Linked DNA regions of Mus musculus: all the other regions are linked to region 1. Evidence: chromatin contacts called from public HiChIP or PLAC-seq, capture Hi-C and promoter capture Hi-C data. All regions are on one chromosome and are shown on one strand. The core of a region is the stretch at or near the end of the contact, and the rest is flanking DNA. Distances in the headings are between cores, read along the strand shown.

Region 1 (3,560 bases), core at 725-3,224:
GCGGGCACGGAGATATTAAACAAAAACAACAACATCAACCACCTCTATCAAGTTCACTTGTTTACATATATTTTCTTCTGAACACTCCAAGAATTTCTGGTTATCCTGCTATCTTAAGAAACACTGCGCCTTTAATCCCAGCACTCAGGAGGCAGAGGCAGGCGGATTGCTGAGTTCGAGGCCAGCCTGGGCTACAAAGTGAGTTCCAGGACAGCCAGGGCTACACAGAGAAACCCTGTCTCGAAAAAACAGAAAACAGAAAAAAAAAAAAAAAAAAAAAACACTGGCGAAAAAGCAAACACTCTCCATTGCTTGCCACTCGCTGCCCTCAAAACTTCTTAGCAACATACACGGTGCATGAACCTCAACGCAGTTTGTTTTGTCCAATAGCGTGCTTAGAAGCTCAGCCAGACAGTTGTGTAATAATAAACCCTTTATCTTCTGAAGATACAAAAAAACGGAAAGATCGCTCGTTGCGGTAGCGCGGATGAGGACCTGGTGAAATTTTTCAGCTGAAAGTCACATTCATTTTAAATGCTACCCCTCTCTCTCCCCACAACACAAACACCTTCCCCGCCTTCCTCTTTTGTAATCTTAAGGGGGCGGAGGGTAAGTGCTTAGGATGTCCAGTTTAAGGAGGGCGAGGAGAAACACGGGGATGGGGGAGGGGCAAAAAGCTCGCGGAAACCAAGGTCTAGGTTGTTGCTGCACAGGCTCCCAACTCCTTCACAAGTGCCTGTGATGGAACCGACCAACAACTGTTCTCAGGTGAAAGGAGGTGTTGCAGGTTGCTGGCTAGTTTCCAGAAGCTTGAACAAGAGAAGGAAGACTCCTGCCTCCCCAGAGCAGAATAAAATATCAATGCCAGGCCGATCGGGGCTCCGACCTCGTCCAGCTCCCAAGTTCCCCACCCTGCCCAGAGAAGCGCTCCTTCCTTGCCTACCGGCACGCGGGACCACGCATCCGCCCGGCCTCTGAGCACCGACAGGCCGCCGGGCGCCGCTGAGCCGCTGAGCCGCTGAGCCGCAGTTCCGCGCGCTGCCCACCGCCGCCTGACACACCCCTCCCGGCCCGCGCCGCTGCGCTCGGCCTCCCCGGCGCCCCGGCGCCCCGCCGAGCCCGCTGCGCCCCCCACCGATCCCCGGCACCTCGCACGCACCTTCACCGCGCCTCGGGCGGGGCCCTTGGGAAGCGCACGGCCGGGTCCGAGGGGCACGAAGCGCTCCTCAGCGTCCTCGTCGTCCTCGTCGCCGTCCACCACCTCGACAACCACCTCTTCGTCCTCTTCCTCGTCGTCGTCCTCCTCCTCCGCGACCCCTCGGGGCTTCTCCGTTACCCGCCCGCGCGTCCTGCGCCTTCGGCCCGCGCCCTCCTCGTCCTCGTCCTCCTCGCCCAGCAGCAGCAGGACCGGCGACGAGGCGGCGGCAGCGCGCGAGGGGCCGGTCCCGCGCGGCGGCGGCAGCGGCGGCCTCCAGCTTCCCGGTGCGGCGGCCGGGCTGGGGCCGGGGGGCGGGAGCCCCAGAGCGGCGGCCTCGGGGGCGGGAGCGGGCGCAGCGCCCCCGCGGCGGCTGCCCAGGCTGGGGCGCTTGGCCAGGCGCCTGGCCTGCATGCCTGCGCCGGGCTTGCGGGCCGGAGCGCCGGGCTCCTCGCGGGCTGCGGCTGGGCCCGGAGACGCGCGGCTGCGGGGCTTGCGGGGCCGCCTCCCGGGCTGGCCGCCGCTGCTGGCTGGCAGACGCGCGGACGCCGCCTTCGCTGGCCGGGCCCGCGGGGACGCCGGCGGCTACGGCGGGGCGGCGCGCCGGCCGCGGGCGGGGGTGGGTGTGAGCGAGCGCGCTGCTCCCGCTGCCGCTACCTCCGCCTGCGCCTCCCGGGAGCCGCGGGCTGCGCTGCGCTCCATGCGGCCGGCGGCCGGGCCGGCGCGCGCCTCTCCGGGCCCTGCGCCCGCGCGCTCAGGGCCTACCGCGGTGTCCTGGGCGCGAGCTGTTTGTGTCGTGTCTTCACCGCCTCCCCCTCTTCCCCAGTCCTCGCTGCCTTCCTGGTCTCCGTTCAGACAAAACCCGGACTGGATTTTTTTCCCCAGACCCGCGCTCTCTGAAAATCTGCCGGCTTCCCAGCAGTTGGCTGGGACACTGAGGCCACCCTTGCCCCTGGGCCCATGTCTCCCTCTGGTGGGAAAAGCGTAGGTTTAGACGGCAGGAAGGTGTTTGCTTAAGAGATTTGCTCAAGAGTGGTTCTCAGATGGCGACCACTGGTGCTCAAGTGGAGTTCGACCAGGTGTGCCAACCCCAGGTTTGGGGTCAGTTCCCAGCCTGAGTCCTCAGTCATGGAGATTCCTGCAACATTTCCCTGGCCCTCTCTACCAGGTTCCTTTGAGCACCAGGTTGTAGGCCTTGCCTCATGTTCTCAGCTCTGTGCAGGTTTGGCCCTCCTATGTGTTTCTTCCAGTTTCCACCTGAGGTCCTTACCTGGTGATATGATATGGGCCGAATTCCAAAAGTGTTCTTTCTGCTCTTGGTTTGGTCTACTGGCACTGTCCCAGTCTAGAGAAAGCAACACACCAAGTGGTCAAGATTGTTATTTCAGCTTTTTATATATGTAAGCTAGCAGAAGGCCAGTTTGCCATGTTATGAATGACTGCTGCTTTCGGAGGGAGTAAACCAGACATTCTGCATCCAGATCATGCCCCTAAATTCTATAGGTTTTGGCTAGGGCTAGGAGGGCCTTATTCATCAACAATTGAGTAAAAGGGTGTCCACATGGCCCATTGTTCTTGGAGATTGAACATCACGTGGCTTGCTAGACATGTGATGGGGCTCATTAAATGTTTATTTGGGGTACCTTCCAACCGCTAAAGAGGGATGAGGACAAGGATTCTAAAATGAACTTTGTCCTCCCAGAAACTGATCACCCGTCCAGAAAATGCCTGTTTTAAGTAATCACATCCAAAAATAGTGGTGTGTTTTAAAGCCACCTTGTTCTCACTTCCTGTGAGGCACTGGCCCACAGGTCCTGTCCGTCCTTTCTGAAATGCCTTTCCGTCAGCCCTTCCTTTCGAGTCCCAAAGCTCTGCTAACACCTCCCCACAGTGAAATTGGAAGTGCGTACAGTCTGAAGAGGAGGTGTGCACACATGCAGGTGTGCACACATGCACTCCCTGCCCCACTTCAGATACCACCCCAGAATTTATCTCCCTCAAAGTGCATTCAAAACACACCGTTTCTAGTGAACTTTTCATCTGTAAATATCCTGTTCAGGAAATTAGAATGAGCAAACCTTGTTAACTGGAGCATTGTAATTTATGGGTGTGTCTTGGATGTAGCTAGACCCTCCCAGAAGCAAGTGAATTGTTTCCGTGAGCCTAGAAAGAGTAGCCCCAGGCAAGGAGCGAAGCTGCTCTCCTCCAGATTGAAGATAGTGGCTTGGTTGATCTCATGAGATGATTTGGAGAGAGGCAGCTAAGTATATGGGTCTCTGGCAGAGGTGGGCAGGTGGCTCAAGGACCTGTACGAGGGGTGCAGAAGAGATCTTATCGACTGTTTCAACTAACAGCACAGCTGTCA
Region 2 (3,560 bases), core at 376-2,875, 830 kb after region 1:
CTTCTTTTTTTTTCCCTTTGGTCTACTTTTCTTTATTTTTTGCAATATTCATTTTAAATGGACTTAATCCTAACATACATTCAAACATATTTCCTGTCTACTCCCACTCAAAAAATGGAAGCAGAAGGAGAAGTTTTGTCGTCCTGGTTGTACTATATGCAACATAGGAACAGAAGAAGGAAAAAAGTCATTCATTTTACTTTTTTATAGAATTACTGAAACTCCCAAGGATTTACACAGGCTAATCATAGTCAGTCCGAAGTTTGATTATTACTAAGGAATGCTCTTTTACTTTGATTGAGATTTGCAATGCTATGCATGCATTCTAAACCTCTTCCTTAAAAAATATGTTAATTTTTAGGCAGGGTCTTACAAGGTTGTTGCCTGTGAACTTGCTAAGTAAGTAGCCTAGGTAGGTTTGAACTTTTGATCTTGCAGCCTCCATAGGTGCTGGGATACACACCTGTACTACCAAGCCAGCAACAACTGTCTTGAAAGTAACATTTTTTTTTAAACTTAGCATCAAATATATTTCAAATGCAAACTTGGTAAAGTTAACGAAAAAAAAGGGGGGGGGAAGGTATCAGGTTTACAGTCAATCAAATTAAATCATTAAAAGTTTTGCTTTTTGATTCTAGATTATTCATTCTCAATAACCTAAGGTCCAAAAGATGGTTATATTGTATGTCTGAATAATTTTGTAGAATAAAGAAGTAATGACTTACCATTACGACGTTAAGTAATAAACTCAGAAATGTTAAGTAGCGACCAGGAGAAATGACAGGTCTATTTATACACAGCAACAGGGGGTCTACCAGCCCAACTTTATTTACTGTCCTCTTAGCAAGCTGTCCCCTCTGGATGTAGGAAGTTTAAACAGGGTGTCTAACCTCACGCGGCCAGTGCAACCTTCCTTATTGTGGAACATTCAAGAAACTTGAGCTACGGACTCACCCCTTGGGTGAATCCTGACCCCCACCCCGCACCTCCCCAGAAGAACCGCGCAGGATTCTCGTAGCTCCGGCGCTGGCCTCTGACATCTGCCACCTGAGGCCCCGGGCTGCCAAGGGCGGCCTCGGGGTGCGCCCGGGGACTTCCACCCGCGGGAGCGCCGAGCGGCGGAGGGAGGGCGTGTCGCCTTCTTCGGGGGCGCCTGACCTCGTACCCAGGAGGATGCTCCCGCGCTACCTGGGGAGGAGGGTGACAGCACGGTGGCGGAACGCAGGCCCGGGGAAGCTGGCAGGGCGACGCGGTCCGCGCGGGCCGCGAGCCCTCAGGCCGGGCTCCCGCACCTGCAGTCCTCCCGGGCCAGGCGCGCCCAGGGGTGCGGCGGGGTCCAGGCTCCCCCGCGCCCCGCAGCCTCCCGCGCGCCCGCCCGCCGTCCAGGCGGCAGGTGTCCCCGCGTCCTACCTCGGCGCGCTCCGCGACCCCACGCCGTCAGGGGAAGGAAGGCGGCTCCTGTTGGACTGCGGCGGGTCGCGTCCTGCCCGGGCACTCGGACTCCTCACGTGACCCTCCGCCCCGGAGCAGCCGCTCGGTGCCTGGGCACAGCCACCCAGCCAGGTTCCCGCGAACCGAGGGAAGGGACGGCCTCGAGTGGGAGGGGGAGGTATGCCGCTCCAGGAAGTGACGTCACAGCACGGCACCGCCCCCGGAGGCCCACACTGGGATTGCTGGTCCCTGTCTCTGCAGTGGCCCGAACAAATCTAATTTTATCACAGGGAATCGACAGTTTTTTTTCCACAGGCTTTATTACTAGGGAGTTTCTGAGAAATGGGGCTACAATATCTAGTTTGCCAAGTAGATGAAGAGAAGACTTCAATTCCCAGAAGGCACTTTGGCTAGCATAAGTTCGGGCTAGAGCTTTGCATCATGGGACTTGTAGTTATCACTGGTTGGGGGGGGAGGTCTAGAAGGTTAGTCATTTTCCATAATTAGCATTTCTTTGATGGATTGACAACTGATTTGAAGAGTAGGCAGATAGAACACTATTTTATTGTGTATTTGTCCCTGTAATTTAGGACTATGGTAAAGATTCCTGAATGCCTGAATTTCTGAATTTAGCCCAAGTGAAAACAGTATTAGGCTGCTTAGATTTGCTAATTTGAAAACCTTTAGTGTTTCAGCAACACTATTATTTAATATTATATATCAAAGTTTACAGAACCATTTGTCAGTACAATCGAGTTGTCTTATTTAAAGATCATTCAATGATTTCTAGGGCTTTGGAGCGATACCTAGAAGGGGAAAATTGAGAGTGGTGATTCCAAAATGATAATGTGATTTCTGACATAGGTGTAGCTTTTATTGGAGAAATAAGTATGAGATAAACAGAATTCGTTGAAAACATAAAGATATTTTCAGGATGAAATTGCCCTTTTTGTCCTTGAATTAATATAATTGAATAAAGGGAAGAAAAAAGTAAGGCAAAGAAAAATGAACCTTGGAATAGTTTTCTTAATAGGGCTCCAGGGGCCAAGGAAAGAAAAGCGCTCAAGAAATAAGAGTGTACAGGTAGCATAGTTTGAAGAAAGATGAAGATCTTGTAAAGGTTGTTGGAACTGTTTGAGTAATTTTTTTTCAGATTATTGAGTGGAACATAACAGGATATACATATATACAAACATATACATATATACATATGTATATATCGCATATTTTCTGGTATTGATAAATGGCTAGATTTTACTTTCAGGAGATAACTAGACATTTTTAGTAATCAAAGAAGAACATTCTGTGTGTTGTCAGATAAGGGCTACAACATAATCTATATATACAATATAATCTATATATATACTGGCCGGTTCCTACTTATAGACTTTTAGTTTACACTCTATGCAGTGGTCCACAATAGAAATGAACTGTTTACACAGCTTACAGAATAAGATTATTTTTCTGACTTTTGTGTTGTGTACTTTTATGTATGTATAATAAGAGGGCATTTGAGCTCACCCAAGGTATCGTTAGACAAGATGCATAGCTTTTATCAGCCTGAGGTGATAGTGGGGTGAGCGAGAAGATGTAAAAACTACAGGATAAAAGAAGCATTTGAAATGGAAAGATATATTATTTCCCCTCCTAAGGAATTGCTCTATCTTCTGTACATTTGGCTTCTCTTGTGGCTAGGTTTATATCCCGGTTTAGATACATTTTTATTAAGCTGGATTTTTTTTTCAAGTAGCATATTTGATCCAACTTGTGTCCAACAGGTGCCTCTTTCCAAAGAATTAAAATGGAGGTGTGGCTGAGCAAAGGCATAAGATTGATGCCACAGAAACTAATGTCATAGGAGTATCTGTGGTGAGAAGTCTGGAAAGCCCCCCTGCTAATTTCTCTAAGATTGATCCATTCTTTCTCCCCTCTTGACTTCCCTTAGACTCTGTGAAATAGCCTAGTGAGTTTTTCAACATATTAGCCTTTTGCTTAAATACGGTCAAAGATTGTGTTTTAGTGTAAAAACCAAAACTGCAAGTAACACAGGCAAACTGAAAACCAGGAGTGGACACAGACAGGAGTCTTACAATTATTTAAATTGGGATGAGGAGATGGCTCTCTGGATA
Region 3 (3,560 bases), core at 338-2,837, 760 kb after region 1:
TAAATAACTATTTTCATCCTAAAAAGAGCAGTCCTGAGGCAGCTTCACAAAGACACCTTTGAGGGCTTATGAATGAGCCGGCAGGATTTTAAAAAAGATGTTTACAATAAACATGTAGAAATAGCTGTTCTGTCAAGTCTATCTACACGTAGTTGATATCTATGACACATAGAGGGTGGACAACATATTACAGTGGTTACTACCAACTGTAAGAAGTAAGTTCCAGCTGGATTTCCCAGCATCATAGATACAGAACACACCCATCAAAGGGGAGGCCAAGTGTCCAGCAGTGGGGACAGCTGCACGATGAGATGTGACCAGGGAAGTAAGCGTAGAAACGTGCACTAGGCGCTTTCAGATAGTTAGCAAAATATTGGTGATGTCGGATACTTACCAAATGAGAGCAAAGTGTATGTTATTAACCATGCACTTTAAATAGCCAGTAAGATATGACAGGAGCCTGCAGCTATCTATTATGGAATGTGTGTGTGTGTGTGTGTGTGTGTGTGTGTGTGTGTCTTACTAGTAATCTTAATGTTCAATTTTTGGCAAAAATTCCAGCTAGATAGAGTGACGTTGGATACAAATGGATTAATTAGCCATGATGGCATGCAGATTGGTTTACTGGTCTTAGGATTGAAGGATGCTGTCTGTATCACAAATAGATTCTGATGATATTGATCAAATATGGCAGTGTGGCGTTTAAGGTGAATCATTGTAAACAGACTAAATGCCGCAGGCTGCTTCTTGGCAGTGTACTTCAAATAGGTTTCCAGTTGTATTCAAGCATCTAACCAAAGGCTTTTCTTCCCCTCCAAGAGGTGGGGCAGATAAAACCTCCATGGAGGAAAGATGATTTCTTTTTCTCCAGGGTATTTTCTACTCTCCGTTACTTGGATATCCATGTAAATGTGTTTGACAAAGACCCAAACACAAGAGTAGCCCCATTTAAGATTCAAATACACAGTAGTCACACTGTACACTTGGTATTCCTAATTATAGAAACGAATATGACCATCAAGCACGTACAGAAGTCTTTTGAGAAAAGAGGTGGCCACCATCTTCCACCTACTTGAAGTCTTGTGAAGATCAGCTTTTGGGACTGGCTGTCCTAGCCAGCACAGCCTCTGCTGTGCCCACACCGTCGTGGTGGGAGAGGTCTGTGTCCTGGATAGGACACATACTCAGAGGAACGTGGCAGAATATTCTTGTACATATGAAGAGATCGGAAACAGGAACATTGTGAACTCTCACACACTCTCAAAAGAGCACTTTGTATATCCAGGTAAGCCACCTGCTCTCAAGTCTTTTCGGCCTGGCTAGACACCCTCAGAGTTTGATGGATTTGCTTTTCTTTGAGCCACTTTCTCGGTAGTTTCTCCTGGATGTGTCCTAGTGAGATAAAGCAGTCCCTTGCTCCTGGCCAACTTTTCTCGGTTCCCTGACTCCCAGAGGGCGGTGGCGTCGGCTGCCCTGCCCCCCCTCCCGGGTAGTTATTCGAGGGCGGGGCCGAGCCCGGCCAGGAAATGCCCAAGAGTGGGTGTCACCTGCCGAAACAACTTGTTGATTCCCAGGAGCTCTGTCGGCTCCGACTGTGGCTTACCTGTCTCCAGAGCGCTGGGACGCTCGTCCCCCACTGCTCAGCCATGAGCAAGTTGGGTAAGTTCTTTAAAGGGACCCGCTCCTCCCGGGCCCGGGCGGCTCCCAGCGCCCAGGAAGCCCTGGCTCGCCTCCGGGAGACGGAGGAGATGCTGGCCAAGAAGCAAGAGTACCTGGAGAACCGAATCCAGAGGGAGCTCGCCTTAGCCAAGAAGCACGGCTCCCAGAACAAGCGAGGTAAGCTGCGCCCCAGGACATGCGTCTCTCACCCACTCTCAGCCCTTCCCTGGGGACCATCTTCATCTTGGAGTCTGAATCCCTCCAGGACTGCTGACTTGCCTTTCTAGGAACCGACCTGATCTCCAGGGCCTGGTGATTGAAGTGAGCTAAGCTAGGCACTTGCCAGGCTGGCAATATGTTTAACGCCAAAAATTCTAGTAATCAAGATGAGCAACATTATTATGTAATATTTAAATGACTCAAATCAATCCATGATGAGCCTGGAATCAAAACTTTAAAGTCAAAATGAATATTACTGACCATTTTTCTCTGGTCTTGAACTCATGTCTGGGATTTTAATGGTACTTCCTTTGCTAAAATTCGTTTTTATGTGCTATTTTGCTCATCGACTTTGTTTATTGTTTTTGAGTTTTAAGAATATTGCATTCAAAGGAAGTTTAACTTGTGAGAGTGTTTTCTGGTACCCACTTGGGCTTCACTTTTGGCTCACCACTTCCTAGCCCAGCTCTGTTGACTCCCATTGCACACCAGGTTTCTCCTGTAGGTTTGTGTTCAGGTCACATCCAGTGTCTGTGTAAATTCATCTTAGGTGACGCGTGTCCTGGGATGTTCTGGTTTATCTTGGTGCTCTGCTGTTGAAAACTTCAGTTGCCTGCTGTGCGGTTGTAATCTTTAAAAAAAAAAAAACAACAACAACAAAAAAAAAAACAGAATCAAGGCATTAAAGATTAAGTTTCCTATCTGGCTTTTAGTACACACAAAGGACTTTGAGTCAGAAATGACTTGGTGAAGCAGTCACGCCTTGAACCTTTTGCTCTTTGTCAGAGTTCATTTGTGCAGCATACTGCTTGCTCTGTAAGGATAGGTCTCAGCAGCTCACAGTGGTGCGTGCATGCAAACCCAGGGAGGAGAGGAGCGATGAGCTTTTAATACCAGGGCAGTGGAGGACAGCACCCCCCAGCAACTCCCTGCCCCAAACTGGAAGTGGCAATGGCTTTGCTTGCTCATCAACTCTGAGGATTTGTGACCCTGTGTCTGGCTTCTTTACCAGAAATGGTTGGTGGAAGGAACCTTTCTCCTCACGCCCTCCTCTTTCCCCCATCTCTCCTGTTCATCTTTCATGGTCTTGTGGGTACCGAGGGCAGAGCCCAGTGCCCCGTGCATGCCAGGCAAGTGGCACACCCTGTCCAGGTCAGTCACTGTGAGGCCCTGGGAAGGATTAGCTCATTCCGATGACACTCTTTTGTTCAACCCCGCCTCAGGGAGGTGACCTTGGCTCCGTATCTTCTTATAAAAGTGGGCCTGGATATACACGCTCTTGTCATCAGGACAAAAAGACCAAGTTTCATTCTTTGCTATTGCCTGTGACTTTAGCCACAGGACAGCATGGCTTAGAGTTAAGGACTGGTTTCTATTTTTATTCCATGTTGAGAATATTTTGGGAACTTATTCGGTGACATTTTCTAAAGAGAGACGGTGCCGTTGTTATAGCTGGCTATAAAGTCAGTGTTCGTGCTGTGACTCCAGTCTTCCTCACTGGCTAGCTGTGCACTCTGAATACTTGTGGAGTTTCTGTCACAGCACAAACACATGGTCATTTGTTTGGAACTGTGTGCTCCTTTGCTTCTAGTAGTAACTCAGTAAATGTCTATTTAATATGAGAATTTGAACATCTACTTCTAGGAATTTGTAAAAATGTAGATTTGCTTTCAGAGAGTGAA
Region 4 (3,560 bases), core at 271-2,770, 730 kb after region 1:
CGGTTCCTTAACTCTTCTTTTGTCAACACAGAATAGCCTATGACGTCAGTTCTGGTCAGAAGAACCCATCATGTAGCCTACCTACCTAACTGCACGTCCCAAAGACTCAAAACCCTAGCCAGGTTATCTGCATAACCAAGTTGTACGGCCTTTTTATGTCCAGGGACTGGGTGCAGAGGAACTCTTTTTTTCTTTGTTGAGTTCCAGAGACTCAGACTTGGACCACAGGCTTCCCTCATATCTCCCCTGCATTCCCAAGTTAAGAATGAGTTCAACATGAACAGAGAGAAATCAAGAAGACTGACGGCTCATTCAACAACACCAGAATCCCTCAACATGTTCCCTCTGTTTCGTTCTGTGAGGAATTAAACTTGTTTCAACTGTACTCCTTGGAATCAAGGTCCTGTCACTTGAGAGACAAGGCTTCTTGATACAAAAACACTTATTTTATGTGAAAGACATAAAAGGTATGTCAGAGGTTTGAGATTTTTTGAGAACGAAAGTGAAAAACTAAAGTACAGAAAAGCCCCAGAAAGAGAGTTTAGTAACACAACAGGGTTTCAGAAACAGTGTCTCTAGCATAAGCTGTGTCTCACTTGTCTTCTCCAGCTGCATTCTGTTATTTAATTATCTTTATTAAAAAATAAGTGGGAGGGCTGGAGAGATGGCTCAGTAGATAAGAGCACTGACTGCTCTTCCAGAGGTTCTGAGTTCAATTCCCAGAAACCACATGGTGGCTCACAACCATCTGTAATGGGATCTGATGCCCTCTTCTGGTGTGTCTGAAGACAGCTACAGTGTACTCACATATATTAAATAAAATAAAAAATAAGTGGGAATAGAATATTCCCTGATTCCTAAACACTGCGTTAGGGAGGCATCTTCACAGGTCAAGTCCTGTACAATAAGAATCCCCTAAGTGAGGTGTTTCTAATGGAAATGTTGGGAAATAATCGAAGTTATCTTAAGGAATAATACAGTCAAAACAACTCCTGTCTAATCAGAAAGGAATTTAGATTTGCTGAGGGTCAGTGCAATGAATCATAGCTAAAAAGCATTCGGAGAAAAAGAAAATCAGTGTAAACCTAAGCTTTGGTCCTTGTCTGTAACCAGCAGTCCCTGTTCTAAAAGGAAAGCAGTAAGAACAGGCAGGAAGAGAAAACTAAAGCTACCAGACTCTAAAAGTATGTCTGGGATCAAAAACAGACTAACAGGCAGCTGGAGCAGGAGGTTCCTGGGTGCTGAGTGCTGCCCTAAGCACATCAGTACAGAGAAAGGCACAAAAGCACAGAGAACTCGTCCGACTCAACGGCTGCAACTGCAGCAGCCTCAGAACCACACAGGTGCCACTCAGCTCCCTCAGCTGATGCTCTCAGTGAGTGGCCAGAAGACAAGGCGGGGATGGGAAGTCAGGGCAGAGAAATACACAAGAAGCCCTGTAGGGGGTGGTTCTGATGTGCTTAGATCGATCCGGAATCTACCTGTGAACCATCAGCGTCCTGTTCCCCAATTGGTTCTTGATCTATCAATAAAGATGCTAGTGGCCAATGGCTGGGCGGAAGAGGCGGAACTTCCAGGTTCCAGCACGCAGGCTAGGAGATGCAGGAGGAAGAAAGATTTGCCATGCTTCTGAGGGAAAGAGAGCCACTAGCCATATGAGATCTCGGATGGAGTGGCCATTGGCCGCTTCCTCAACTGGGCCTGGGGTAGCAGGCGGGAGATTAGAAATGCAACTAAGCTGAGGGCAGATTTACGATGCTGAGCAACTGGGCAACTAAGCTGAGAGAAGATTTAGAGGTGTTGAGCTGAGAGTGGAAGGTAAGGACATGTTAGCCAAGGGGTGCCCGGCCATTGAGTTAAAAAGCATATTAAAAATAAGCTTGTGTGTGTTTCATCTGTGGAACTAAGGGAACCTGGGCGGTGGCTGGTAGCATGGTCTGCCCAGAGCTTAAGGCAAGGAAGTAGAAACTAAACTACAAACCCTTCAAAGTCAAGGTGAACTTGTAGAATCAATACACTTAAAATTCAAAATTAAGCAACTAACAGCAGAAATCTAAAGACAGAATGTCATTGGGATGTACAGTGAGATACATTACCCACAAAAAGGAACACACTATAAAACAAGTGGAAATAAAACGAGATGTAAATATCCAAGAAGAAATGCAAAAGCTAAAAACATGGCTTCTAAACTAAGAAACTCAAACCAGATAAATTTCTATCATCCTCGATTTTTAAAAAAGGCTTAATTAATGATGGTGAATTTGAGCATCATCTAGAGGGCAGCGTAAAGCAGAACTGAGAACTTCAGACTCCTTGAGCAGCCTGGACTACACAAGAACCTATCTCAAAAAAAGAAAACAATCAAACACCACAATGGCCATAAGAGGAGACAGAATCAACATTCATCGATGGGAAAATGGCAAAAAGTCACATACTCCATGGAATATGACGCACACTTTCAAGGAAACATCAGCAGTGTGGGCACACTGGAGGGTCTTTTCTACTAAGCAATGGGATATAAATCAGAGAGATGATATTATCCATCTGAAACCCATTTTCCTTCATTTATAGCCCTCACCACTAGACATGTATTAAGTATATGTACGCACACACACATATATAATATAGAGAGAGCATATAATATATTCTGCTGGTCAGTTTTTGTTGACTTTACACAAACTAGAGACACCTGGAAAAAAGCCACAACTGAGGAAGTGCTGGCTCCATCAGACTGGGCTGTTGGCATGTCTGTATGGCATTTTCTAGATTGCTAGCTGATGGAGAAGGACCCAGCCCCATCCCATATGGGTGTGTCATCCCTGAGCAGGATGTTGTTTTGAGCTATATAGGAAAGCAGGCTGAGCAAGGCTTGCAGACAGCCAGTGAGCAATGTTCCTCCATGGCTCCAGCCTGAGTTCATGCCCTGACTGCCCTCAATGACGGACTGTAATGTGGAAGCTGAAATAAACAGTTTCCTCCCCAAGTTGGTTTTAGTCTGTGTTTTATCACAGCGACAGAGAAGCAAACTGGGACACATACGTTGGCTAAAAGTTAATTAACAAATCTGTAGTAAGGCATGTAACTAGGTATGCTTGTATATTCTGAGATTTTTTTTCCCAGGCTGCCTGGCGCTCACTCTGTAGCTCGATTACCTTGAACTCCTGATCTCCTACGTCAGTGTCCTGAGTGTCAGATCCTAAAGATCCTATCGAGAGAAGGTCTCCTCCCTAAACACAAGCGCCTTCGCTGGAGAAACATTTGTTAAAAAGAATGCACCGAATAAGCTGGGATTATTTAGAAAAATAAAGTAGGCTACAGTCATACAACAGGAAAATGAATATTCTGAATGAACTATACCGTACAGAAAAATATTAAAATCATGATGCAGAGTGGGATAAATAGTGAAGACCGACATTCATGGTTCACCGCCATCTCTATAAAGTGGGAAAGATGTAGTACTTATACAGACTCGACAGCACATGATCTTCCGCAACGATGCAAACGAGGGTTAAGTTGTATTCAATTAGCGAGAGGAAGAGAGGAGACATCCAGACATCACT
Region 5 (3,560 bases), core at 645-3,144, 690 kb before region 1:
TTATGTTTTAAAGTTAGTCTACAGGCTTCTAAAAGAGAAATATAAACACCAACCCAGCCACAAACCCTTTGATCTAAAATGGTGTCCTGTCTGCAAGATATGCTGGTATTACAAAGCTTGTGGAGTAACCAACCAATATCTGGTTTGACTTATGAAACCCATTCCGAACACTGCTTGAGGGACCTCGGGTAAATCCAAATACTACTGTTCTTAAAAAAGAAAAACAATGTACCAATAAAATTATTCTTAATACGATTCTGTATGCTCATAGATCAGTGTCTTGCTCAGTCATCATCAGAGAAGCTTCCTCCTGCAGCAGTTGGGAACTCATACAGACGCCCTCAGCCAGACAGTATTCAGAGGTGGAACATCCTGTCCTAACAGGGATGTCTCCATCATATCCCTCCACTCAGTGTGAGCCCTAAAGAAGAGGAGATGGGAATGGTATAAGAGCCAAAAGGTTGTGGAAGACACCAAGAGAACAAGGCTCTCTAAATCAACATGAACAAAGCTGGCAGAGACTGGAAAGCACTCACAGGGCTTGCACCAGGCCTACCCCAGGTCCTCTAAAGTGTGTCGCGGCTTCCAGCTTCTATGGGACTCCTGAGTGTGTGCACAAGTGCCTGTATTTCCTCCACCTCTCTTGAGCTCTTTAAATTCTATTTGTTTTGTCCAATTCTAATATGTTAAGTTTTTGTTATCTTTTTATATTTTCATTTTCTTATTTTAAAAGAACTCCTAGTGCCCTATAAGTAAAAATTTGTGTTTTAAGCCACTACATGTGGCAAAAATCTCAAAACTATGTCCTGGGGTCCTTCCCATCACTAGATCAAAGAAAAGTTTTGGCACTCAAAACTAAGATGACCCTACAATCCTGAGAAATAGCTACATGTGTACTGTTCAGCAATACCCACTAGAGAACAAAAACTGGAAATTCAGATTTTTCTTATATAACCCAACCTCATGTATACCCGAGTCTCAGAATTTTTAAAAATCCCAGCCTTTTGTATTTGCACTACTTCATGTATCTAAATTATTTTACAATGTTTTACACAAAGGGGGAAAAAACTATATTTTTAAAATAAAAGGTCACTTGCAATAAAGGAAAGTGAAACACTGACAGTTTAAATCATACGCCCAGTTCACAATAGCTTTAAGTGTCAATTCAATTAAGATGCTTGTGACAGGCCTCGAGCCGCCTTGTGGCAAGGCTAAGACCTGGAGTCGTTTTCCTCCAAGTCTGACGGGTCGCCCCACAAACCCGATGGATACCTGGCCCAGAATGTGTCACAAAGGTATGCAGAGAGAACCCACAGGAGCGTAAAAGCCATGGAAAAGGAAGAAAATATTAATCACACGCTCTGCTGCAGGTCAAGGGTAGAAAGCTACCCCCGCCGCTCCAGTCGCTCCTCTCCTCATCCCTAAGTCACCGGCATAGCCCATGACAAGAAGGACAGAATTCACCCCCAACCCACGCTGGCCCCTCCCTGGAGTCGCCGCCTGAGCCCCACCCCAACACCGACGGGCTCCCGCCCCACCACGCCGGCTCCTCCCAGCGTCCCGGGCTTAGCCCCTCCCCACGCTCGGCCCGGCGTGCGGACGTGGCGCCGCGAGGCCTGCTTACCAGTCGGAGCTCCGCCTTCCGCTGCAAGTCCGAGTGTCGCTCCAGAGCGCTCGCGAAGCCGCCTGAACGCGCCCGAGGAGCGGAGGAGTCGTGGGTTGCGCTCTCGGAACCACTCTCCGTGCTTGCATTTCGCAAAGGCTTGGAGAAGACAAGCGCTCTCAAGAAACGGCTCCCAGCAGTCCCGGCGTGGGACCTACACAGCGCCGCCATGACGCCTGCGCGACCTCTGACCTCTTCTGCACGCTTGCAGGTCAGGGGGCGGGCCGAGGAGAGCCCCGCCTACCGCCTTAATCCCAGGCGAGCCTACTAGTCCGGTAGTTTAAAGCTTGCCTCCCGCGGACGCCAGAGAGCGCATGCCTCCTGAGGGACGGGGTGACGCTACAGCTGCTGTACTACACGGTCTTCAGAGGTCTCCTTCGTTATCCTGTTAGAGTTGGAAGCCCTATGCTCACCAGCACCTCCTGTGCCTTCGTTACTCAGCACTTTCGAATGCGTCATGCTTTAGATTTGAAATAATTCTTAGTGTTCACCCTCCAGTTTTGTAAACTCCAGGAAGGAAGGAGAGATTGCCTTTGCAAATGGGCACAAAGTTGTTCCTAAAACTGATGGTAGGTCTGTCCTTGGCCACTTCTGTTGCCAGTCACATGCATTACAAAACCCAACAGAAGTTTTATCCTAGCTAGCTACCATCATTTCCTGTGAATTAAGCTTCAGAAATATGCTCAGGCGTAGCACTTCCACGCTCCCATACCCAAACACTTGATATTGTTTGTTTCTCCCCAGTGTAAATCCCCAGAATTTGTCCATCCACTTAAGAATCGAACCTAGTTGCAAAAGTGTTTGCCTTTTAAGTGGACCACTAGTCTAATCAATGTAATGTTAACCTACAGATTACTAAATCCAAGGGCGGGTGTCAGTTTTCTATGTCATTTGTACATAAATATCTTTTTTCCCCTTATCGAGGTCTCATGTAACCCATACTGGCCTTGAGCTCACTGCGTAGTTGAGGGTGACCCTCATCATCTGACCCTCCTGCTTCTCCCTGAATGATGGGACTTTACAAGTACTGTCACTACCAGGGCCAGGACAGAACCTCTTTTATGTCTTTGACTCTTAGTGTAAGTCTTCCTCAATGCTGCAGGTCTATTTTGACCTTAGAATGATGCATAGTTTTGTGGATAACTTACCACTCCGCATTACTAGTCACTGTAGGGAGTATCTCACAAATTCAGTAGGAGCCTGAAAAGTAGATTCCGCTTCAAGTGAGATCTCATTCTGCATACGCTCATTTCTGCTGACACTTAAGTGGATTCTTGTCGAAAATGTCAATCTCTATGGCTACTACCACTTTCAGTTCCTTTCGGAAACAGTGTAGCAAATTGTAGAGCTCCCTTTAAGAGCCCTCAGCAGTCTCAAGTAAGGAACTTTCATCCTGGGCAATCCAGTATCCCCGTGCAGATTTGGTTTTTCTGCTTGGGAAAGCAAGCTGCTCAGCAGTGCCAAGTTTAAAGAACTGCTTTGCAAACTTAAACTGTATCACTTCCAGTGCTTGTCTGGCATGGCAAGGCCCTAGGTTCAATCTTCAGGATAAACCCTCCATCTGGATGAACAGAACAAATGAAGTCCCATCTTTAAATCCAACAGACATGTTATATTCGTGTTGCCTAAGCTAGTGAATAACCCTGAAAGCCAGGCAGCGCCATGGGGAGGGGCTCTTAGTCTTCCTAGTGATATATGTACGCTCAGTGGACTCGTCTTGAAGCTCCCAACTTAAGAAGTATCAAATGAAATTAGAAAAGTGAGGATTCACAGGGCAGTGGTGATATACAACTTGAATTCTATCCCTCAAGAGGAAGAGGCAGAGGAATGTCTCGGAGTTTGAAGCCAGCCTGGTCTACAGAGCATCTTCAAGGCCAGCCAGGGCTATACAGCAAAA
Region 6 (3,560 bases), core at 771-3,270, 680 kb after region 1:
GGTCAGGCTGGGCTGTGGCAAGCATCCAGGCTTCAGTGCCTTAGAGAGAAAGTGAAGAAGGGAGGGGCTGTCCAGAGGAATGGGGATGGAGAAAGAGTATGAGGAAACTGGTGTGGAGTTGGCAGTGAGCAGAAGGTTTAAGAAACAGGGAGGAAGCTGGCCAGATGGAATTTAGAAGACGTAGTGTAAGTCCTGGGGAAACATTCTGGATTGATACAGAGAGAGCCATTCATTATCTTAATCAGCTCTGGTGTCATCTACCCACTCACACAGGACAATCTGCTGTCCTCCCGGGTCTAGGAAATGTTGCAGGTGAAGAGTGTTTTAATTTCTAAATGCGGGAAAGCACCAGGCTCCTCAGCAAGGAGCTGAAAGGAGTGCTTTGTGAAGCACTGCTTCTTGGAAGACGCTGGAAGGGGAAGACAGAAGCACACACACAGGTGCAGAGGACTGGGGAGTTTCGAAATGGCTGACCTGAAGCTTAGAAGCCCAAAACAGATGACCCTGCAAAAGAAACAAGGGACGCATGGGTGAAAGAGGCATGTTGAAATAAGGACCTACAGGAACTTGTCATTCTCTATTAATTATGTAGGTGGTAAAGAAGAAAAGGATGAGTCACAATTATTCCTGGGCTGTAAGCCTGGGGGATTTACACACTGGAAACCTGAAAAACCTTGTGAGTTGCTAAGATCCTGGGACCCATGTGGCAACACAGAGATGATCAATAACTAAGTCTACGTGTCGTCCCTGTGGAAGGCTCAGGATGCATCTGTGCATTCACCTGAGTCTAAGTACAGTTTTCTAACACATACTCAGAACCAGCAGGGCAAGTACTCCCTAACACCCGCCACAGGGAAGGACACCCATGGCAAAATGCACCAGTACCCCATCCCATAGTTCAGTTTGGAGAATTACAAGCTATAAACTGACCTATTTTGATTTTAGATATTAGTTTGCTAAAGTTATGTAACAAATCTCCGTACATTGGCTAGCTTAAAGAACAAAATGACATTTCTTTCTCACAGTTCTGGAGGCCAAACGTTCTGAGACAAATTTGCATGGTCTTGGCTTGCATGGCCAGGCGGTATATCCCCGGCATCCTCCTCCTCCTCTTATAGGGATACTGTCATTGAGGTGCACAGAACGGCCTCGTTGAGCATCCTTTACCTATTCTGGCCTTGCCTCTGAATGCCATCACGCTTTGCGGCCTGGGCATAGGAATTCAACCTGTGAGTGCTGAGGAAGATAATCCACTTCATAACACTCAGTGTGTTTTCTAGCTGTTCTCTTGGGAATAACCAATATTTGGGAATCGGAAACTTAAGATAAAACATTGCTAAGAAGCCTAGCAAGATAGGTCAGTAGATAAAGGCACTTGCCACCAAGCCTGACTGACCAGAGTTCAATTCTAGGAACCTTTATGTGAAAGGAGAAAAGTTACTCCTACAAGTTGTCCTCTGACCTCTATGTGCATGGGTGTGCACCTGCATGTATACATAAATACCTTCATGAACACACCAAAAAAAAAAAAAGTAATTTAAACATTTAAAGGCTACTGAAAGGTTGGTTTCTCCTTCCAAAATGAAAAGGAAATTAATTTATCATGCACGTCCTAGGAAATGCATAGGTAAAAACACAATATGCAACTAAATTTTTATTCTTTAGTTCCATAATTATTTTTAATTTGTTAAGAAAGAGGGAAAAGGGCATTTCCTCTCACTATCTTTGTAGCTCCTATTTCCACAGTGGCATGTGGATAGTGTCCCTCCAAGCATTCATTTTTCCCATGTATGCATGTTCCTGTACCTTCCTTTATAGAGCATGATACAGCAGAAAACAAGGCCATCAGGTCCCCCTCACAGCACTTTTGTAATTCCATTTAAAGCTCAGATAGGCAAATGCACCATCAGAGTAATGTGTGTCAAAGGCTAGATGAAGTCTGGCTCATGATGCCAGAGATGGTCAACACAGTGGCCCTTGCCCAATCTCTGGGATTTATAAAAGGCTTCCACAAGAACATGACATTTCAATAGCTACTCAGAGAATGAGGCAAGCATATTCCAATCAGAAAGTGACTATCACAGTTCCAGGTGAGAGAGTGAGCCAGCTCCCTCAGGGCAGTTGGAAGAATTTCAGTACGCTGGGAAGTGTTATAAGAGGTCGTCAGGAGGATGAGAAGGCCAGCGCACAGGCGTGCCTTAGAGAGTTCATGCACTCCTCTGGCACAGGGGGGCTGTGGGAGAGACTTAAACTGCAGACTTGTACCTCAACGCACTTACTGGGACGACTGGACAGAGCAGACGAGTCAGAGGAGAAGGAAGACACTTGTTAGCTTGCTGGAAGAGTTAAAAGTAAATGATATTGGAAGTAGGGTCTTGACAATAAAGAAAAGTGAACCAGGTGGCTTCTAGTGCTACAGTCAGACCCCACAAAGCACAGTCGAGTTTTCTACTCTATTTTGTTCCCTGGTGTCATAAATGCCTCAAGTACTGCCTGGCACAGAGTAGATTAATTAGATAGCCACTTCTTTTAGGTATCTTATGGAATAGTTAGATAAATAAAGGAGAGAGAGAGAGAGAGAGAGAGAGAGAGAGAGAGAGAGAGAGAGAGGGAGGGAGGGAGGGGGAGAGGGAGAGGCGGAGGGAGAGGGAGAGGGAGAGAGAGAGAGAGAGAGAGCACTCCTGCCTCCACCACCATGCCTGCGTTAGGATCACATTTTTCCCTAAATATTTGTAACTCATGCGGATGTGGGACATAATATGAATTGAAAACACTGGGCAGACTTGGGTTCAGGAGGCTCGTGGTGCTGTTTCTGGGATAGGAAACGAGAGAAAAGCACCAGCTCCTACACCCTTCTCAAATGTCTCAATGGAAATGCAAGGGAGCTGGGGGGCTCATAAGCCATTCCTGCTTTAGGAATATATGAATATTTAGTTTAATTTTCACAAAACCCATGTTCAGTGTGATCATGGCTGGGAGCCTGTAAAGCCAACAGAGGATCAATAGAAGGGGTCTGGAATGTGCCCAGTAAACTTGATTGATTCATTCATTTCTCTCTCTCTCTCTCTCTCTCTCTCTCTCTCTCTCTCTCTCTCTCTCATCACCATGTCACTCAGTCTGACCTCACATTCATGACCCTTGTCCCTTGTGCTCTGCTCTCCAAAGTGCTTGGGTCACACACATGTGTTATCACACTTGATACTGCCAATTAGTACCAACTAGAGCAACATCATATTCTATAGTTAAAATGTGGCTCTTCTATTACTCTTTACCTTAAAAGAATTTTTTTCTGTATTTTGTGTCTTAGTTAGACATCTGTCTATGTGTCTTAGTTAGGGTTTCTATTGCTGCGATGAGACACTATGGCCAATAAGGAAGCTGGAGAGAAGTTTTATTAGTCTTGCACTTCATCAAAGGAAATCAGGGCAGGAACTTAACAGGAACCTGGCCTGGAGGCAGGAGCTGATGCAGAGGCCATGGAAAGGTGCTGCTTACTAGCGTGCTCAGTGCTCTTTCTTATAGAACCCAAAACCAGGGCACTGGTTGTAAAACTTTATCTT
Region 7 (3,560 bases), core at 305-2,804, 650 kb before region 1:
ACCACCCAAAAGCACGCTCAGCCATGCTGGCTGCTGTTCTAACAGAGAGCACTGAGAAGTGGCCACACTAATAACGCAGCCGGCAAGAACTAAAGGATGCAGGGCATCTTCCCCAGTCCCTGCTGGGGACCCTGCCACTCCGCCCACTCTCAAGCCTTAATGACAGCCCCACCGTCCCCACTGTGAGCCCTGCTCTGATTCACAAGCCCACAAGTTAGAACTAGGTCATCCCCCCTCTTAAGTGCTGGGTAACGGGGAAGCCCAGAGATCCCACATGGGTCACAGGCAAGGGAAGTGTGAAAATGAGAAGAAAAATGCTTTTCCCATGCCCTGTCTCCCACAGACATTACTAACAGCTTCCAACTTCTAGAGGGCAGTGTTAGCCTGAAACTATCAACATATGTGGGTTTCTGAAAATCCAGACTATACCTCAAAGGTGGCTGCTATAACCAAGCACTGAAGCATGCTGTGTTAGCACACACCTGTGCCCTGCAAACGTCCAAACCCCCAGCAGCTTGGATCAGAGGTGCCACAGTCTGTCCTTCACTGTCTTCTAGGTTTCCCAAGCTCTACTGTTTAAAAAGAACAAAACGTAACCAATTCTCCACAGTAAGGAAATAATTAACTTCTTCTGGGAAAGCCAAGTTGCTTCCTTGACTCTGACAGAGGAGTTCATTAAGCCATCTCCTCTTCTTGGCAAGCAATAGGATCCTTCCTGCAAGCTGGGAAGGAGGCTGTCCCCACTTCTGCTGGACCCTATGTGGGGATCAATTCAGACTGTCACAGCCTGGTTTCCGCCTTGTGAACAAATCCGTGTCCCACATGGGAAGAAACAGCTGCTTCCAAAGGTGTGGTGGTTTTTCATTTTCCCTTTTGGAAACTGTGAGGTGTACATAGCTATTTGTCTACATGGCTTTTGGTCTCCCAAGGGAAAACCCAAGCCTATCTTCACCTTGATACTTGTGGTGTTATTGTAGCACACTCACCAGGCCCTTGAGTGTGGTGAACGGTTTTGAATGCCTAAGCATCCTTTACTAAGACACTGCCTAGGCAGATTTTAAAACTGTACCCACTATTTGACCCCAAGACCCTCCGTGTCATTCACCATCACCGCACATCCACAGACCTCTAAGGAGCATAGAAACAGACGGTGCCAACTTTAAAATTCATTGTCCCACTCTAAACAGTTAACAACCAAAAATAACTTCCCATGTTGAAGAACACAGCAGAGGGAACTCACTACACAAATAGTTACCAACGTTCTGTGTAGGTGAACCAGGCGGCGAGGTGTTCCCGCTTGGAGAGAGGTAGAGGTAGTTCTTGTTCACTCCAGAATCAAAATCAAAGGGGGATTGGTAATCATCAGCCAACTCCATATCTCTGCACTCCATGCTAGCTGAAGGCAGCGAGCAAGGCGAGCATGGCGCTGCGGCAGCCTGGGAGCCCCGGGCTGAGGGAGATCCGGCTGACCTGTGCAGCCCAGGTGAGAAGAGGAACCGGGCTTAAAGCCCCGCCCAGCTCCGGCCCAGAGGAACCGGGCTTAAAGCCCCGCCCAGCTCCGGCCCAGAGGAACCGGGCTTAAAGCCCCGCCCAGCTCCGGCCCCGGCGTGGCTCCGGCTCCCACGAGCAGGTCTGTAGTGACTCCTCCCTTAGGAGGGCCCTAGTCACCACCTGTCGCTAATTCACTGAACAAAGAATAACCGGGGCAGAGGGAGTGGCCTTCCCTCTGTACACAAAGGAGGCCCCCCACTCTGGAGCCCCATTCAGTTGTACAAACACTAGACACTAGCAGGAATATTGTTTAAAATACAACTTTTTTAGACCGGTCATCTGACCACATCGTCGGCGGGGCAGACTTAATCTTCTAGGACAAGAGAGGATTATCTGTCAGTAATCTCCCCGAAAATGCCATCTGGGTGATACTTTTCTTGCACCCTATATTATACAGGATTCTGAGAGCTTGGCATCCCGTGTTTAGCAAGCAGCCTTTTAAGCAGAACCTAATACAAAAATAAAGCTAGACCCATCATCCTTTTTTTTTTTTCTAAAGCAGAATCTGAATAACTGTCAAACAATTTTAAACTGACTCTTTGGAAGAATGAGGTTTTCATAGGAAGTAGCTGGAAGGTGCAGGCAGCTCCCACCGCTTCCGGGGTGGGGGGTGGGGGGGCTGAAACTCCCACAGCTGGGGGCAGGGGGTGTTTCAGCTCCTTTGTTTAAGCAAAGTCAGGCATGCCCTCAGGGCTCTACAAAGAACTTGTTTCTTTGGCACACCCTCCAGGCAGAAAGGGAGCTGGCTGGTAAAACTTTACAATCACCAAGTCCACTTCCTCCATCCCAGGCCTCCAGAGACCCTGCTCATGCTCTCTCCATGGCTATTGCTGTGACCCAACAGCGCTTGCAGGCCCTTGGTGGAACTAAGTTAAAAGGAGGAAATAGGTCAAGCCAGGCATGGTGGCTCATGCCATAATCACATTACTCAGAAACCTGAGACAGGGGGATTGCCATGAAGCTAGCTGGGACTTCAATGAGAGACCCCATCTCAAAAACACAAAAACAATACATAATCTCTGGAATCTATTTATAGTCTCTGAAATGTAAGGCCTGAGCTTTCTATTGTGTTGTTTGTGTGGGCTCGAGTTCATGTCAGTAGGAGTCAGAACAGGTTGACAGAATCCCCTAGGACCAACACGCAGTTATGACGCACTATATGAAGTCAGGGAACTGAACCTGGGTCCTCTGTAAGAGCAGTAAACAATCTTAACCCAGGGCCATCTCTCCAGCCCCCAAAAGCAAACCATTTTAATGATGAGCAGAAATTCCAGTGTATGACTAGTCTTCAAAATCTCTAAGATGATCCATATTCATCTCAATTTATGACTGATTCTCGTTTCTGTTCTTTTTAGGTAGTCGTGTGTACTCTAGGGAATGCCTTTGTCTAATTTAAACTTTTTGAGAATTTATTTTTAACAAAAATATTTATAGTTTCCTCCTTAAAGACAACAAGATTTTGGCAGTTACGAATGCTTGCTGTTTAATTGAAACCATGAATTGTCACAAAGAGGTGCAATGGCTCATCCTTGAAATCCCAGACCCAAAGAGGCTGAGGCAGGAGGACTACTACAGCTTGGGCTATGTAGTGAAGCCCTGCACAGAAAGGACAATAATTCTGTTTTCTTTCAAACGTCAGGTTTTCTACAGTCCACTACGTCATTCCCTCTGACAGGGCCCAGTCAGAGTTAGTGGGAAGGTCTGTCCACTGCTGTTCTAGCCTCCTTCCTATGGAAAGGTCACCTAGCTCTGCCACAGACACACTACAGCCTCTGGTGACATCCACCCTGCATCCTGTACCCAACCTGCTGTACTGTATTTTCTCTAGCTGAGGCCATGCACCATCCTTCAAGACCATCACCTCTTCTCAGAAGTCTTTCTAGTTCCCATCTCCCATCTCTCCCCCACCCACGGCACTCACCTGTGAAGAACTCTCTGCCAGCCAGACCTCATGGCTACATTTCTGCCGGCCTTATCTGAATATGGGACTTATAATCAGTGGAGAATAA

Evidence for each region. Promoter capture Hi-C pulls out the DNA fragments that hold promoters and counts their contacts. HiChIP or PLAC-seq counts read pairs in DNA pulled down with a chosen protein or histone mark. Capture Hi-C pulls out chosen DNA fragments and counts their contacts.
Region 2: a contact with region 1 is called in an H3K27ac HiChIP or PLAC-seq map of microglia, with 9 times the contacts expected there. The contact joins the promoter of Snx16 here to the promoter of Zfp704 in region 1. A contact is called at or near these places in 1 of 39 promoter capture datasets (liver), 1 of 115 datasets of contacts at active chromatin or transcription factors (microglia) and 2 of 9 other capture datasets (adipose tissue and liver).
Region 3: a contact with region 1 is called in a promoter capture Hi-C map of liver, with 2.2 times the contacts expected there. The contact joins the promoter of Chmp4c here to the promoter of Zfp704 in region 1. A contact is called at or near these places in 2 of 39 promoter capture datasets (liver and pre-B cells) and 3 of 115 datasets of contacts at active chromatin or transcription factors (all in embryonic stem cells).
Region 4: an H3K4me3 HiChIP or PLAC-seq map of bone marrow-derived macrophages shows a contact between it and region 1, with 4 times the contacts expected there. The contact joins the enhancer-like site here to the promoter of Zfp704 in region 1. A contact is called at or near these places in 6 of 39 promoter capture datasets (the HPC-7 cell line, cranial neural crest, embryonic stem cells and 3 more), 8 of 115 datasets of contacts at active chromatin or transcription factors (bone marrow-derived macrophages, embryonic stem cells, large pre-B cells and 2 more) and 1 of 9 other capture datasets (adipose tissue).
Region 5: an H3K27ac HiChIP or PLAC-seq map of extraembryonic endoderm stem cells shows a contact between it and region 1, with 10 times the contacts expected there. The contact joins the promoter of Mrps28 here to the promoter of Zfp704 in region 1. A contact is called at or near these places in 6 of 39 promoter capture datasets (the C10 cell line, cranial neural crest, hippocampal neurons and 2 more), 3 of 115 datasets of contacts at active chromatin or transcription factors (astrocytes, embryonic stem cells and extraembryonic endoderm stem cells) and 2 of 9 other capture datasets (adipose tissue and macrophages).
Region 6: a promoter capture Hi-C map of liver shows a contact between it and region 1, with 3 times the contacts expected there. The contact joins the enhancer-like site here to the promoter of Zfp704 in region 1. A contact is called at or near these places in 5 of 39 promoter capture datasets (cranial neural crest, hippocampal neurons, liver and 1 more), 1 of 484 Hi-C or Micro-C datasets (embryonic stem cells), 3 of 115 datasets of contacts at active chromatin or transcription factors (all in embryonic stem cells) and 2 of 9 other capture datasets (liver and pancreatic islet).
Region 7: a capture Hi-C map of macrophages shows a contact between it and region 1, with 8 times the contacts expected there. The contact joins the promoter of Tpd52 here to the promoter of Zfp704 in region 1. A contact is called at or near these places in 11 of 39 promoter capture datasets (the C10 cell line, cranial neural crest, embryonic stem cells and 6 more), 2 of 15 datasets of contacts at CTCF or cohesin (large pre-B cells and pro-B cells), 19 of 484 Hi-C or Micro-C datasets (B cells, the G1E-ER4 cell line, LSK cells and 12 more), 13 of 115 datasets of contacts at active chromatin or transcription factors (astrocytes, embryonic forebrain, embryonic hindbrain and 7 more) and 3 of 9 other capture datasets (adipose tissue, embryonic stem cells and macrophages).

The regions. Positions count from the first base shown.
Region 1 is chr3:9,608,111-9,611,670 of GRCm38.p6, forward strand. It overlaps Zfp704 (zinc finger protein 704), which reads right to left and starts at 1,975. Exons shown (of 9, transcript NM_133218.2): 1 at 1,160-1,975. The coding sequence starts at 1,609.
Region 2 is chr3:10,438,505-10,442,064 of GRCm38.p6, forward strand. It overlaps Snx16 (sorting nexin 16), which reads right to left and starts at 1,626. Exons shown (of 8, transcript NM_029068.4): 1 at 1,411-1,626.
Region 3 is chr3:10,365,386-10,368,945 of GRCm38.p6, forward strand. Chmp4c (charged multivesicular body protein 4C) reads left to right here and starts at 1,588. Exons shown (of 5, transcript NM_025519.2): 1 at 1,588-1,836. The coding sequence starts at 1,647.
Region 4 is chr3:10,341,216-10,344,775 of GRCm38.p6, forward strand. The region is part of intron 6 of Zfand1 (zinc finger, AN1-type domain 1); the gene reads right to left. Among named protein-coding and RNA genes, the nearest start is that of Slc10a5, 7.3 kb to the left of the region's middle. Within about 2 kb of position 1,521, at least 302 of the 459 cell types and tissues checked have an H3K27ac peak or open chromatin away from gene starts, as enhancers often do. A contact at or near this core is called in adipose tissue, bone marrow-derived macrophages, embryonic stem cells and 3 more, where this site is marked.
Region 5 is chr3:8,921,963-8,925,522 of GRCm38.p6, forward strand. Mrps28 (mitochondrial ribosomal protein S28) reads right to left here and starts at 1,895. Exons shown (of 3, transcript NM_025434.3): 1 at 1,625-1,895. The coding sequence starts at 1,834. Gm52601 (a long non-coding RNA gene) reads right to left here and starts at 1,610. Exons shown (of 2, transcript XR_003954436.1): 1 at 1,512-1,610; 2 at 1-421.
Region 6 is chr3:10,283,066-10,286,625 of GRCm38.p6, forward strand. It overlaps a transcript of Fabp12 not described here. Among named protein-coding and RNA genes, the nearest start is that of A930014E01Rik, 13 kb to the right of the region's middle. Within about 2 kb of position 2,021, at least 13 of the 459 cell types and tissues checked have an H3K27ac peak or open chromatin away from gene starts, as enhancers often do. A contact at or near this core is called in liver, where this site is marked.
Region 7 is chr3:8,962,592-8,966,151 of GRCm38.p6, forward strand. It overlaps Tpd52 (tumor protein D52), which reads right to left and starts at 1,555. Exons shown (of 6, transcript NM_001025262.2): 1 at 1,256-1,555. The coding sequence starts at 1,391.